3 separate regions of the Mus musculus genome follow, and all the other regions are linked to region 3. The links are chromatin contacts, called in public ChIA-PET and HiChIP or PLAC-seq maps. All regions are on one chromosome and are shown on one strand. The core of a region is the stretch at or near the end of the contact, and the rest is flanking DNA. Distances in the headings are between cores, read along the strand shown. Region 1 has its middle 72 kb from the start of Gm46977. Region 2 holds the start of Emp1 (epithelial membrane protein 1). Region 3 holds the start of Lrp6 (low density lipoprotein receptor-related protein 6).

Region 1 (3,863 bases), core at 559-3,058, 600 kb before region 3:
TTGAAATATATTTATTACATATAAATTATATGTATAATAATTTATTTTATATATGTATATCACATTCTTTATCCATTCCTCTGTTGATACACCCCTAGATTGGTTCTAGAACTTGGCTGTTGCGAGCATTGATGGGCAAGTGTCCCTGTGATGGAGCTCTTCAGGTAAACGTCACGAGTGCGTGGTACAGCTGGGTCATCCTGTATCTAATTTTAGCTTTTTGAGAAACTGCCGCTCTGACTTCCACAGTAGCAGGCCTAATTACAATTTCACCAGCAGTGTCTAGATACATCTTGTACGGAGCTGATATTAGTAATACACGAACCAAACACACACAACAATAACCAATAGAAAATCATAGGCTAACTCCCTGATGAACATAGATATATTTCGTTTTAATAAAATACTTGCAAGACAAACTGAAGCTCATCCCAAGATCACTCACGGTGATCAAGTTGGCTTTATTCCAAAAGAACAGCGGTTGACCTAGTGTCAAAGAAATTCCCGCTGGCGGGGGATGAGGGCTTCCTCTTCTCAACATCTTCACCAGCACTTTTCTTACTTATTTTCTTAAGGACTGACTGCCGTTCTGACAGGAGAAAGATAAACTCTCAATTTAGCTTTGAATTTGACTTGTTCGTTTTGTGTTGCAGTACCGAGAACTGAATTTAGGGCCTTACACACTGGGCCAGTGTTCTACCTCTGACCTTTATCTCCAGTCCTCAAAAACAAACAAACAAAAAAGTTTTCACTTTTATTTTGAGACAAGGTTTTCCGTTTCCCAGGCTGCCCTTGAATTTATAATTCCCCGAAGGAGCATATATTTCGGGCTGATTTCAGTGAAGATTGGTTAAAGTCTTTCTATTTTAGAGACTTTCAGAAGTTTATTAGATTCAGATAACACTGACAACACACACGCATGCTAATTTAAAAAGAGAATTGAAGACTGACCATAGTTACAGTAACAGCTGAAATACAGGGTTTTAAAGAAGTCAGTATTCACCAGGAAGGCATTTTGCATTTGGAAATAAACAATTGATCTTTGGGTAATTTTAATTGTTTGAGCTGATTGAAATTTAAAACCAGTTTATTTCAGCCAGAAGTGATGGCCTTTGATCCCAGGACATGAGAGGCAACCCTGGTACTCAGTTTCAGGCCAGCTAGCGTGCGTGACTCCTCTCAAACAAACACGAAACAGCTCATTTGACCGGTTCTCCTGGAAAAAGTTCTAGTATAATAGTACGTGTTTGTTTGTTTGCTTGCTTATACTCTTTACTTAATAATAATTAAGATGATAAAAAAAAAAGAAGAGACAAAATGAGCCAGGATGTTAGTGAGGCCCTGGGTTGCACTAATGACTTTTTATTGTGTTTGAGATGGTCAGAGTCCTCATGCCTTGCTTATCCGAGCACACAGAATGCCACATACAAGCCTTCTGTTTGACTTGTCAGAATGAGAGGGGGTCAACTCTTCCTACTCACGCCTGGCAAGGTCTCTGCTAATGAAATAACAACAGTTGGCAATGCTCAGTTGATGCACGAGTGGCAATTTGTGTAGAATATGGGTTCTTTGAGGGCAGCAGCGTTGTCTTATTTCCAGCACCACACCCAATGTCTGACATATATTAAGGGCTCAATAAATATTTACTGCATATGTAGAAACTATCAAGACGTATCTCGGCGAACAATCGTACTTGAATCAGAGCCACATTCTCAGGAGAAGAATAGGAGCCGAGATCATGGGAGCTCATAAGAATGGGACCAGAATCAAAGAAATTAGCATCCTCTAGAGCTGGTGACACCCTTCATTGTCATGCTTATCTGAGGAACTCCTGTTCTCACCCTGTTCAACTCCAGCATGCTAACCATACTGTGACTACACTTAACTGTGTACTGAAGGAAGGCAACTCCCTGACCAAACATTCCAACAAATTTCAAATTTATCATTAGCCTCCCTAATGCTGGAGGACCACTATATCTTTAACATCAGTTTCTTTAAAAAAAAAAAAGAAGAAGAACTATTTATTTTTATTTAAGTATATTATGCATGTATGTATTATGTATGTCCAATTACCTAGATATATATCACATGTATTCAGGTTCCATGGAGGTCAGAAGAGGGTATCAGATCCCCTGAAACTGGAGTTACAGTTGTAACCCATGAGCCACCAGATGTGGGAACAGGTCCTCTGCAAGCCCAGGATGTACTCTTATAGACTGTATCATTTCTCCAGCCCCCAAGAGGGAACTGTATTTTTTAAATGATTGCCCTAGGCCAATGAGGTAGCTTAGCTCTTAAAAAGATTTGCCGTGCAAACCTGACATTCTGAGTTCAATCCTAGGAATCCATGACAAAAGGAAAGAACCAACTCCCAAAAGTTGCTCTCTGACCTACACACATGCACCATGGTACACATGTACCTGCATGCACACTGATTAAATAGCAACACAATAATAATGATACCACTACCAATAGTAAGATTATTATTTTAAATTGTGTCTGTGTGTGTGTGTGTGTGTCTGTGTGTGTGTGTGTGTGTGTGTGTGTGTGTGTGTGTGTGTGTGTGTGTGTGTAGGTAGGTAGGTTGGTTGCTGTGAGAACAGTTGCCCCACAGAGGTCAGAGGAGTTGGACTCTCCTGAAGCTGGAGTTACCGGTAGCTGTGAACCACCTCATGTGATTACTGGGAATTGAACTCAGGTCCTCTGGAAGAGCAGCACGTGCTCCTAACCACTAAGCCATCTCTCCAGCCACTAAATTTAATTTTAAAAGTTTTTATCCTGAAGGTTGACAGTCCTCCATACCTGGCTGAAGCCCTGTGCTTTCATTTGCTTGTTCGATGTAGGTAATCTCATACCTACCCAAGGTTATAAACTAGTTAACGCCAGATCTTTTTTGATTCCTTAGATTTGTCAAATCCATCCATGCTGATAAGATGTCTTGGAAACACTGATACCTGGACTTGCCACGTAGCTTCCTTAGGTTCACCTTGAATGAGGGCAGCAGCATCCCATAGGCTGAGACCCAGGCTGAATACAAAGGAAAGAAGCCACTGGACACCAGCATTCATCTCTACTTCCTGGCTCTAGGTGCAATGGCTGCTTGGCTCTCTTACCACCATGCCTTCTCTGCTCTAATAGCCTGTACTTTCAAACTCTGAGCGAAACTAACCTCTTTCTTCATTGAGTTGCTTTTGAAAGGCATTTTGTTAGAGCAACAAGAAAAAAAAAACAAACTGTGCACTGATTTTGTAAACTAGAGTTCTCTTTTTTCCTTTCAGCTGAATCAAGCTGGATACCCACTGTTTAACAGGCCTACTTCCAGACTGGTAAGATGTCTCAGCAGGTAAGGGGGCTTGCTGCCAAGACTGATCACCTGAGTTCAATCCTCTAGACCTACCTACCTAGTAGAAGGAGAAAACCTGCATCTTCAAGTTGTCCTCTGACCCCCACATGTGCTCGCCCCAAAAATAAATAAATGAAAAATTGAAAAACCCTGCCCTAAACATTTTTTTCTTTTCGTTACCAAGTTGTTCCACTCCTAAACTTCCTTCCATATATATCCTGGTGCCTTTAGCTAGCACCAGCCTCTATGTTACAGTAGCATTTCCTCACTATATTCCCAAACTCCAGTTCCATGTTTTCTAAATATCTCCTAATTTCTATCAAAGAACTGTTAAACTCAAACTAGATGTGTCAGCAACCTTCTCTTTGGGAGCCTCAGTGGCTCCCCAGGACGCCAGGAATAAACTCATGGGGCTTCAAACACCCCATAGCTTGGCATTTGCTCTCCTTTCTACCTTATCTCCCTCCTATCACAGACACAACTCTACTCACCCTTAAAATGCTATCTTTTCTTAGTTAGT
Region 2 (3,813 bases), core at 198-2,697, 800 kb after region 3:
TCTCTCTCTCTCTCTCTCTCTCTCTATCTATCTATCTATCTATCTATCTATCTATCATTTATCTATCATCTATCTCTCTATCATCTACCTATAATCTATTGTATCTATCTATTATCTATCATCTATCAATCATCTATTATCATCTATCATCAATCTATAATCTATCTATCTATCTATCTATCTATCTATCTATCTACCTATCTATCTATCTATCTCTATTATCTATCCATCTATCACTTATGTACCCCAGGATAGCTTCTAGTTCTCCTTGAACTTATGCTATCCCTTCAACTACCTACCAACTCTCTCTCTCTCTCTCTCTCTCTCTCTCTCTCTCTCTCTCTCTCTCTCTCTCAATAGTGTCTCACTCAGTAGCCCACGCTGACTTGGAACTCACCATGTAGCCCAAGATGACCCTGGACTAAGAGCAATCCTCCTGCCTCAGCTTTTCAAATGTTGAGATCGCAGGCACGACCCACCAAACCTGTTTGATACATGTAATTCTTGCCATCTGTGTGAGCTAGGTGCCTACCATCCCCATTATATACAAGAAGGCAGAAAGAGAGGGCGCTTGCCCAAAGTCACATTGCAGCTAAGGAGAGCTGGGGTTAAATGTAGGCAGTGAGGACCTGAACCTCTTTAGGGAGGTGACCAGGGCTGCGGGATTGGACAACTCTGTAGCACCCCCCCCCCAACTCTGAGACTAAGTGGGGAGTGAGTGGTTCAGGGAAGAAGCTGTGATTGGGTCCCTGGCTGTCTTCACAAAAGCCAACTGTGGAGCAAGGTCCAATGATTATCACATGAAGATCAGAGTGCAAAGTCCTTAATTCGAAGACTTCCTCCTGCAATGCCTACAATCCATAGGGGTGAGAGTTTAACTAAAGGCCCAGGATTATGTGCTGTCAATCAGTGCCTCAACATTTGGAGCTTGCTGGGTGCCTTTCTACTCCATGGGTCTCATCCCACTGCCGCCTACAGGTCAGGGGCACAAGGGTCAGGCAGGGAAGCCAACGAGAAATGAGTCTGATAATTCCTGGTGATGAGCAGCTGCTGCTATGTGCAGTGGGGGAGGAAGAACGGGGGAATCCTGTTTGATGATTAGCCGGGACTTTAATTAACGTGGAACTGCATCTACCAGCTCTCCCCTCCTCCTGACCCTAACCTGTGTTTTGCCCTACGTCCTTGACAACCGAGGCTCCTTCTGGGTAGTAGAACTGGGCTTCGGTAAACAGATCTATTTGTGTGACTCCTCTTACTCATTTGAAGCAATGTCACTCCTTTTTCCACTGTGGTCTGTGTGTCTGAGTCAGAGGGAGCTACAACAGGGTTCTTTGAATTGATGGCTCACTCCCAGCCACATCTGACCGGCTGCCAACTTAGCAGGGCGTAGCTCACCAAGTTTTTTTTTTTTTAAATCCAGACTGATTCATAGAAACTCCTTTAAAACACGGGGAAAAGAAACCGCCCATCACACACCCCAGCACATCAGCCCAGGAAACTTATAACCTCGGGAGTCAGGTCCCTCCCCTCACTGTGGTTGCAAATCTCCTGAAGAGAGGACCAGACCAGCAGCCTGCTCTACCACCCAGGGCATCTGCCTCTCTCACTGGATACTCCAGGTAAGATTGTCCCCACACTGGAGAAACTCTGCAGAGCCCGCTCCTTTCTTTCCTCTCTTAGGCTCCTTGAAGCCCTCCCCTCTCTTCTTGCCTCTGCTATCCCTCTATGGCTCACAAAGAACGGAGTCCTTGAGACTTCTAGCTTAACGTAGTAGTGGAGGAATCTGGGATATCAGTGGGGGCCACATTCTCTTGCTGGTATGTGGATCCTTGCTCCGAGGAGACGGACGGAACGAGAAGGGACTTTGGAACAAACTTGAGTGCAATATTCTTTATGGAAGGAACTCTATGTGCCTTCGAAATGAATTAGCAGGGTTGGAAGATGTTTCCAAATCTTCTGTTTTCATTCAGATTACTTTGAGCTGAAATCTAGAAGGATGCTATGTTACCAAAACGCTCCGGCTTTTCTTTTCTCTCTGCGAAGGCAGGTTAAAGGCAGTCTCTGGGGAGAAAGTTTGTTCTGCTTTGTGGGTTGGTTATTGTTGTTTCTCTTTTACGCTTTTAGGTGACGGTGGATAAATATCTGAGTTTCAGTTAATTTTTGCGATTGCATTTACTGTCTGTCCCCCTCTTGTCTGTTGATGTCTGTTTAAGTATTTCGTTCTTTCTCTTGTTTTCCTCCACCCCCTTCTCACAGGAAGGGAAGAGGGGATTGGTTTGTTTAAAGAAAAACCGTTAGGGAAACAGAGGCAAAGGGTGTTTCAAATAAACCTTGGGAGGGGTTGATTTGGTGGAATGTGTGGGTTCCAGAATCCTTAGCCAGATGTGGAGGTGGAGGAAGGAGGCAGAGGGGAGAGGGTGGGGCTGGGGGCCTTCGGGGATTCCTGTAAGGTTGCTGAATGGCTCTGTGCTTCCACCCAGGCTTCTGCATTCTGGAGCCAACTTAGGAAAAAAAAAAAGATCTTTCAGAATCTATTAAAGGATTTTTTTTTCTAAGTGGACATGGAATTTTCTAGTGTGGCAGTGGTCATATGGGAATATTTACCTTATTTCTTTTGTGTAAAATATTATATAACTACAAACCCACGTGCTAAGTGCAAAAAGAACAAAGGCACTCGGCTGTGTTTGCTTTTGTTTTTATTAGCTTAGCATTTTGGTCGAATGTCTGTGGAGGTGTGGTTCATTTCAACACAGATGTGGGTTTTTTTTTTCTCCTCTCGTAAACAAGCCAGAGGAGAGTGACAGGATTCAGCTTGCCTGATGAAGAGCGAGGCGCCTTTCTCTTTAGAAATGCAGCTCGCTGGTTGGAAGAGAAAATTTAAAAGTAATTGGTGGGTGTGTATCCATTGATCCTTCAGAAATCTCTGCAAAGCCTTTCCCCAAGGAGGGGGTGATGAGTAAGCCCTGGGACCCATTTCTCAAGACTGAGTTTGCTTCCAATGTTTATCACTTCCAGATTGCATGACTGTGAACTGGGGAAGCCGTCTTCGTTAGGTCCACAGCCACAGTTTCCTGTGAAGATCACATGTGTGATTGTGTGTCATTCTGATCTGGTTGAAACTAGGCAACCTTAAACAAGTCAGCAAAAAGGGAACACTAGAGGGAGGGGTAAACTGCCACCAACTCCATGAGCCATGGAGCTGTCTCAAACTCCACTGTCCCTTGATAAATGAGAATATAATGCTTTGTGTGCTACCCCCTCCCTGCCCCCATTCCCTATGGAGTTGGAAGACAATTTTAAAAAAAATGATGCTCTGACTTTTTGCCTCCAAGTAGTGGGAGAGCCCCTGGGCTGTGTGTGAACCTTTCTGGGCGTCTTCAGCTCTAAGTCTTTGGTTGTCCTGGAAAAAGAGGCCATTACCACCCCCTCCCAAATCATAGCCTCCCATCCTTAGGCCGCTCCAGTTTCATCCAGAGACTGCAGAATGGGGTGGAGGCAGAACACTGTCCAGGGCTGCTGGACATCCGGTTTGGCATCCTTGCCAGAGAGCCCCCAGATTTTACATTGTTCCAGGGTTCTAAACTGTCCTGGGAGTTGGCAGAAGATCAGCAAGGTCCAGCTGGAGACGATCATGTCCTGAGACTGTGGCTACGGGCCAGTAGTAAGGGCAGCCCTTTGCCAGAGGACAGATGTCTGTCCCCAGACCTTGAGAAAGGTTGGCTGGCTTTCTCAGCAGTCTTTGCTTTCCTCTGGAAACAAGATTAGGCCGGTCTCCAGCCCGGAGGAAAGAGTCTGTGGAAGCTGTTGGGAATA
Region 3 (3,699 bases), core at 252-2,751:
TTTCTGGTATTTGCAAAAAGGACTAGACAATTCGGGATACGCTTATTTTTAGAAAATGGTGGGGGGGTTTTAAGGCAAATAGTCTTATTCAAATACACACATGCATAGATGATAGGCTGTCCCATTTACATCATAAGATTGTTAGTTACTATCCTACTTTGCAAACTTCCATACTTCTGACGGACTTAAACGTTGAGCTTGTTAAATTAATAACTAAGAATCCCAGAGAGGTCCCATTAACTGGCACAGGTAAGTTAACAAAAGCGAACAACAAGATACGGCGTCAAACAGCACCTCAATTCTTGCACAGGCAACACTCTCCATGGCACCAGCCCCCATCGCTCATCAACTGAAGACCAGTCGACAAGGTTTCCATTGCAAACTGTCACACAACAAAAAGTCAGGACGTACGTCTCAGCCTCACAGTCCAAATTCAAAACACCACAGAGCCACTACGTTTAAGCGATTCCCATAGCAAATTACCCAGGGCATTCTCTGTTATTTACTAAAGTGCCAAGCAGTTCCCAGGGGTGCCCAGCAAATGATAATTTAGTTCCCAGGATAGGCTCCTCGCCACACAAGGATGACTTCCCTACTTGGTGCCAACTGTACACTTGCACACTCCGCAAACAGGGGGCGAGTCCTGAATACCAGGGGTTACGAGGGCAACGTTTGTGTTTTTATTATGGGCTCAGATGATCCCGAATGCTGAAAAGCGCGACCTATCACCCTAGAGTCAATTTCCAACTGTGCTCTCACCCAGGACCATTCTATCCCCGCGGAAGACAATTATTAGTTGTAACAAGGCCTAGAGAGGGGAGAAGGAAAAAAAAAATAGTGGGGTTTAAAGAAGAAGAAAAAAGTTCACCTAAGAGACACGGGAAAGGTGAGCTCAGGCTTCGAGGGAGAGGGAGGTCAACACCAATGGTGCTGAAAGCGCAACTACAAAAGCCCCTTTCTGCCCCGAGTGCAGGCGAGCCGGGCACCGTCAGTCATTCCGATGGAGTGCGGGGGGCCAGGGGTCCCCCCGAGGCCCGCAGCTTTGTCCGGCGGCGCCGCGGGGCCGGCCAGGGGTGTGCGCGGCGGCCGGGCGCGGCCCCCGACCGCGGGCCCCTTCCTCGCGCGGCTCCCCAGCGCCAGGCCTCTGTCCCCGCCGCTGTCCCCGCCACCTCCCCTCCCCCTCCCGGGACCCCGGCAACTTTTCCCCCGGCCTCGCCTCGCTTCGCCTCACCTCTCAGCAGCACGCAGAAGCTGCAGGCCAGGAGGCTCCTCAGCACGGCCCCCATCTTCCCCCCACCACCGCGCGCGCTCGCGGCCCTCACCGGCGCCCGGCGGCCAGGGGACGCGCGGGCGAGGAGCCGGGGCGGCCGCCGCAGCGGCGGGTCTGCACGCTCATGCTTTCCGCGGCCGCGAGAAGAAAGAAAAGGGCGCACGTCAGGGCTCTAGCGCGCCGCTCCGGCCCGGGCTCGCGCGACGCCAGCGCCTGCCCCCATGCCGCCGCCTCCTCCCGCGGCGCCCCACGTCCCCCGCGCGGCGCCTCATTCAGCCTCTTCCTCTCGCAGCGGCGCAGGGATCCGCCGCGGGGCCGCCGCCGTCTCCCTGCGCGCCCGACTCCCCCCACCCCCGTCCTCAGCGCGCCGCGGCCGGACCCCGGGAGCCGCGACCGCCGCGCGCGCCGACTCCCCGGAGAGCCCCCGCGGGTTGAGCCTCGCGAGCCCCCGCACGCTGCGGGGATAAGGTCTTCCCGAGGCGCATTCCGATGGGATTCTTTCCCCGGGCGGCGGAGGGCGTGAGGCGACGTCGGCCGACACTGGGGCCGGCGTGGTCGGGACTACTTTCTGCGTCCCGGCCCGTCGCCGCCCGCGCCGCTCTTTGTGCGCCCGGCCGCCGAGCCAGGTGGAGCTGCGGACCCCGGGGCTGCCCCGGGACGTAGGAAAATCAAAGTGCCATTGCGGCTTACGCTTTCCCGAAGCGGCGGGCCAGGGGAACGGTGTGCAGAAGCCAACGCGGAGCACATCGCTAGTGGACTGGGTTGAGAATCCTCATCATAGGAAGTAAAATAAACCAGACTCGGACTTTAAAAAAAAAAAAAAGTATGTTTTTCTCCTAGTGTGGAGCCTGCTTTACATATACACATAAAGTCACACACATGGGGAAAAGACAAAGATTGTGGGATTGTATACACATAAGTAAACCTTACTCAGACAAGTTTCCCTCATATGTGGATCTAGGGGTGTGTGTGTGTGTGTGTGTGTGTGTGTGTAGAAATGCCTTTATATATGAGTTAACACATAGATGATAAGAAAATAAAAGTATGACTATCTGGGAAAAAGAGTGAAGCTAATGTTGGGGGAAGAGGCACACACATGTTAAAAGAAAATTATGTGCTTGAATCTTATCCATCATTACATACAATAAATATAAACTAAGAAAAAAATTAAAGAAAAAAAACAATAGTTTTTTGTTTGTTTGTTTATTGCCTTCCAAGAAATACAGACCTTTTTTTGTGAACTAAGCTGACAAGGACTAAAGCTTTCTAAACTGAGAGAGAAAATCCTTAGTAGCTAACAGCAAAGAGAAAATAAAACATGTCTTTTCAGGGGGAGGGGTTACAGGTCTGAGAGAAAAAAAGGAGCCCCCAAAACAACCTCTACCACTACATGTGCAGTGGGCATTTCCAAGTAATAGCCCAAATGCCCTCTGCAGTCAACTGGCCAGCTTCAGCCTAGGCCAGCCAGCTCCAAACGTTAACCATCAGCTGTGTCCTGTCCAGCCATCACACACCCTTTCTGCAGGCGAATGGGCAAAGGGCTCACCTAGGGCTTGCAAGCAATTTATCAGATGGGCCACTCAGAACTAACCTGAGATGAGACTGGCTTTGCTGTGATTCTCTTGGCACACATGAAGAATTTGAGACACTCGGTGACTTATCCAAGGCCACTCAAGTCCTGAGTAACAGAACCTGAAGCAACCAACTTGGAGGATTGTACAGGAGTGTTAGGAAATGTTTTCAGGTAGGCTGGTGAGGGAGCGCGGTGGGTAAAGGCACTTACCTCTAAGCCTGACAGCCTAAGTTCAATCCCTAGGGCCCACAATGTGGAAGGAGAGACCTTACTCCTTCCAGCTGTCTCTGACCTCCATTTATATGATATATGCCGTGGGACTCACCCTCTCCAGGACACACACACTTTTTTGTAAACAACAACAAAATTTGCATGCTTAAAAGTAGTGAAGATGGAGAACAGAAGGGGATCTGGCATGGTGGCAGGCTTTCATGTGCAAGACCCTAGATCGCTCTTGTACTGTGGGAAGAAACTGAAAATTTCAATTTTGCTGATGTAACTTGTGTGCATATGTGTGCACAGACCTATTGTATACTTGAGCAAAGACCAGAACTGATAATGCAAAAGTAGGTATCAGGATAGAGGTGCACTTTTCTTCCCTGTCCTTTAATAGACTGTGTTTTTATTTCCTAAAGATACTGGAGTGAACCTCTGTAATAGAAGCCTAGCAACAATGCTATTCTCATTGTAGAACAGATTTGTCACTCAGCCATTTAATTGCACATTAGACACGGTCCCTGGGCTAAGTGTTGGTGATTTAACAATGAGAATAACCATAGCCCTCACACTCAAGCTAACACCCTGATTTGGAAACACACATGAGTTAAAAATGTTATACTTGCTAGATGGAGACACT

Evidence for each region. ChIA-PET counts read pairs in DNA pulled down with a chosen protein or histone mark. HiChIP or PLAC-seq counts read pairs in DNA pulled down with a chosen protein or histone mark.
Region 1: an H3K27ac HiChIP or PLAC-seq map of embryonic stem cells shows a contact between it and region 3, with 4 times the contacts expected there. The contact joins the enhancer-like site here to the promoter of Lrp6 in region 3. A contact is called at or near these places in 7 of 115 datasets of contacts at active chromatin or transcription factors (the 230-238 cell line, embryonic stem cells, forebrain and 2 more) and 3 of 9 other capture datasets (adipose tissue, embryonic stem cells and liver).
Region 2: an RNA polymerase II ChIA-PET map of memory CD8 T cells shows a contact between it and region 3, with 6 read pairs. The contact joins the promoter of Emp1 here to the promoter of Lrp6 in region 3. A contact is called at or near these places in 2 of 115 datasets of contacts at active chromatin or transcription factors (memory CD8 T cells and pancreatic cancer cells).

The regions. Positions count from the first base shown.
Region 1 is chr6:133,961,698-133,965,560 of GRCm38.p6, forward strand. No RefSeq gene overlaps it. Among named protein-coding and RNA genes, the nearest start is that of Gm46977, 72 kb to the right of the region's middle. Within about 2 kb of position 1,809, at least 9 of the 459 cell types and tissues checked have an H3K27ac peak or open chromatin away from gene starts, as enhancers often do. A contact at or near this core is called in embryonic stem cells and liver, where this site is marked.
Region 2 is chr6:135,361,484-135,365,296 of GRCm38.p6, forward strand. Emp1 (epithelial membrane protein 1) reads left to right here and starts at 1,448. Exons shown (of 5, transcript NM_010128.4): 1 at 1,448-1,619.
Region 3 is chr6:134,565,412-134,569,110 of GRCm38.p6, forward strand. It overlaps Lrp6 (low density lipoprotein receptor-related protein 6), which reads right to left and starts at 1,502. Exons shown (of 23, transcript NM_008514.4): 1 at 1,232-1,502. The coding sequence starts at 1,286.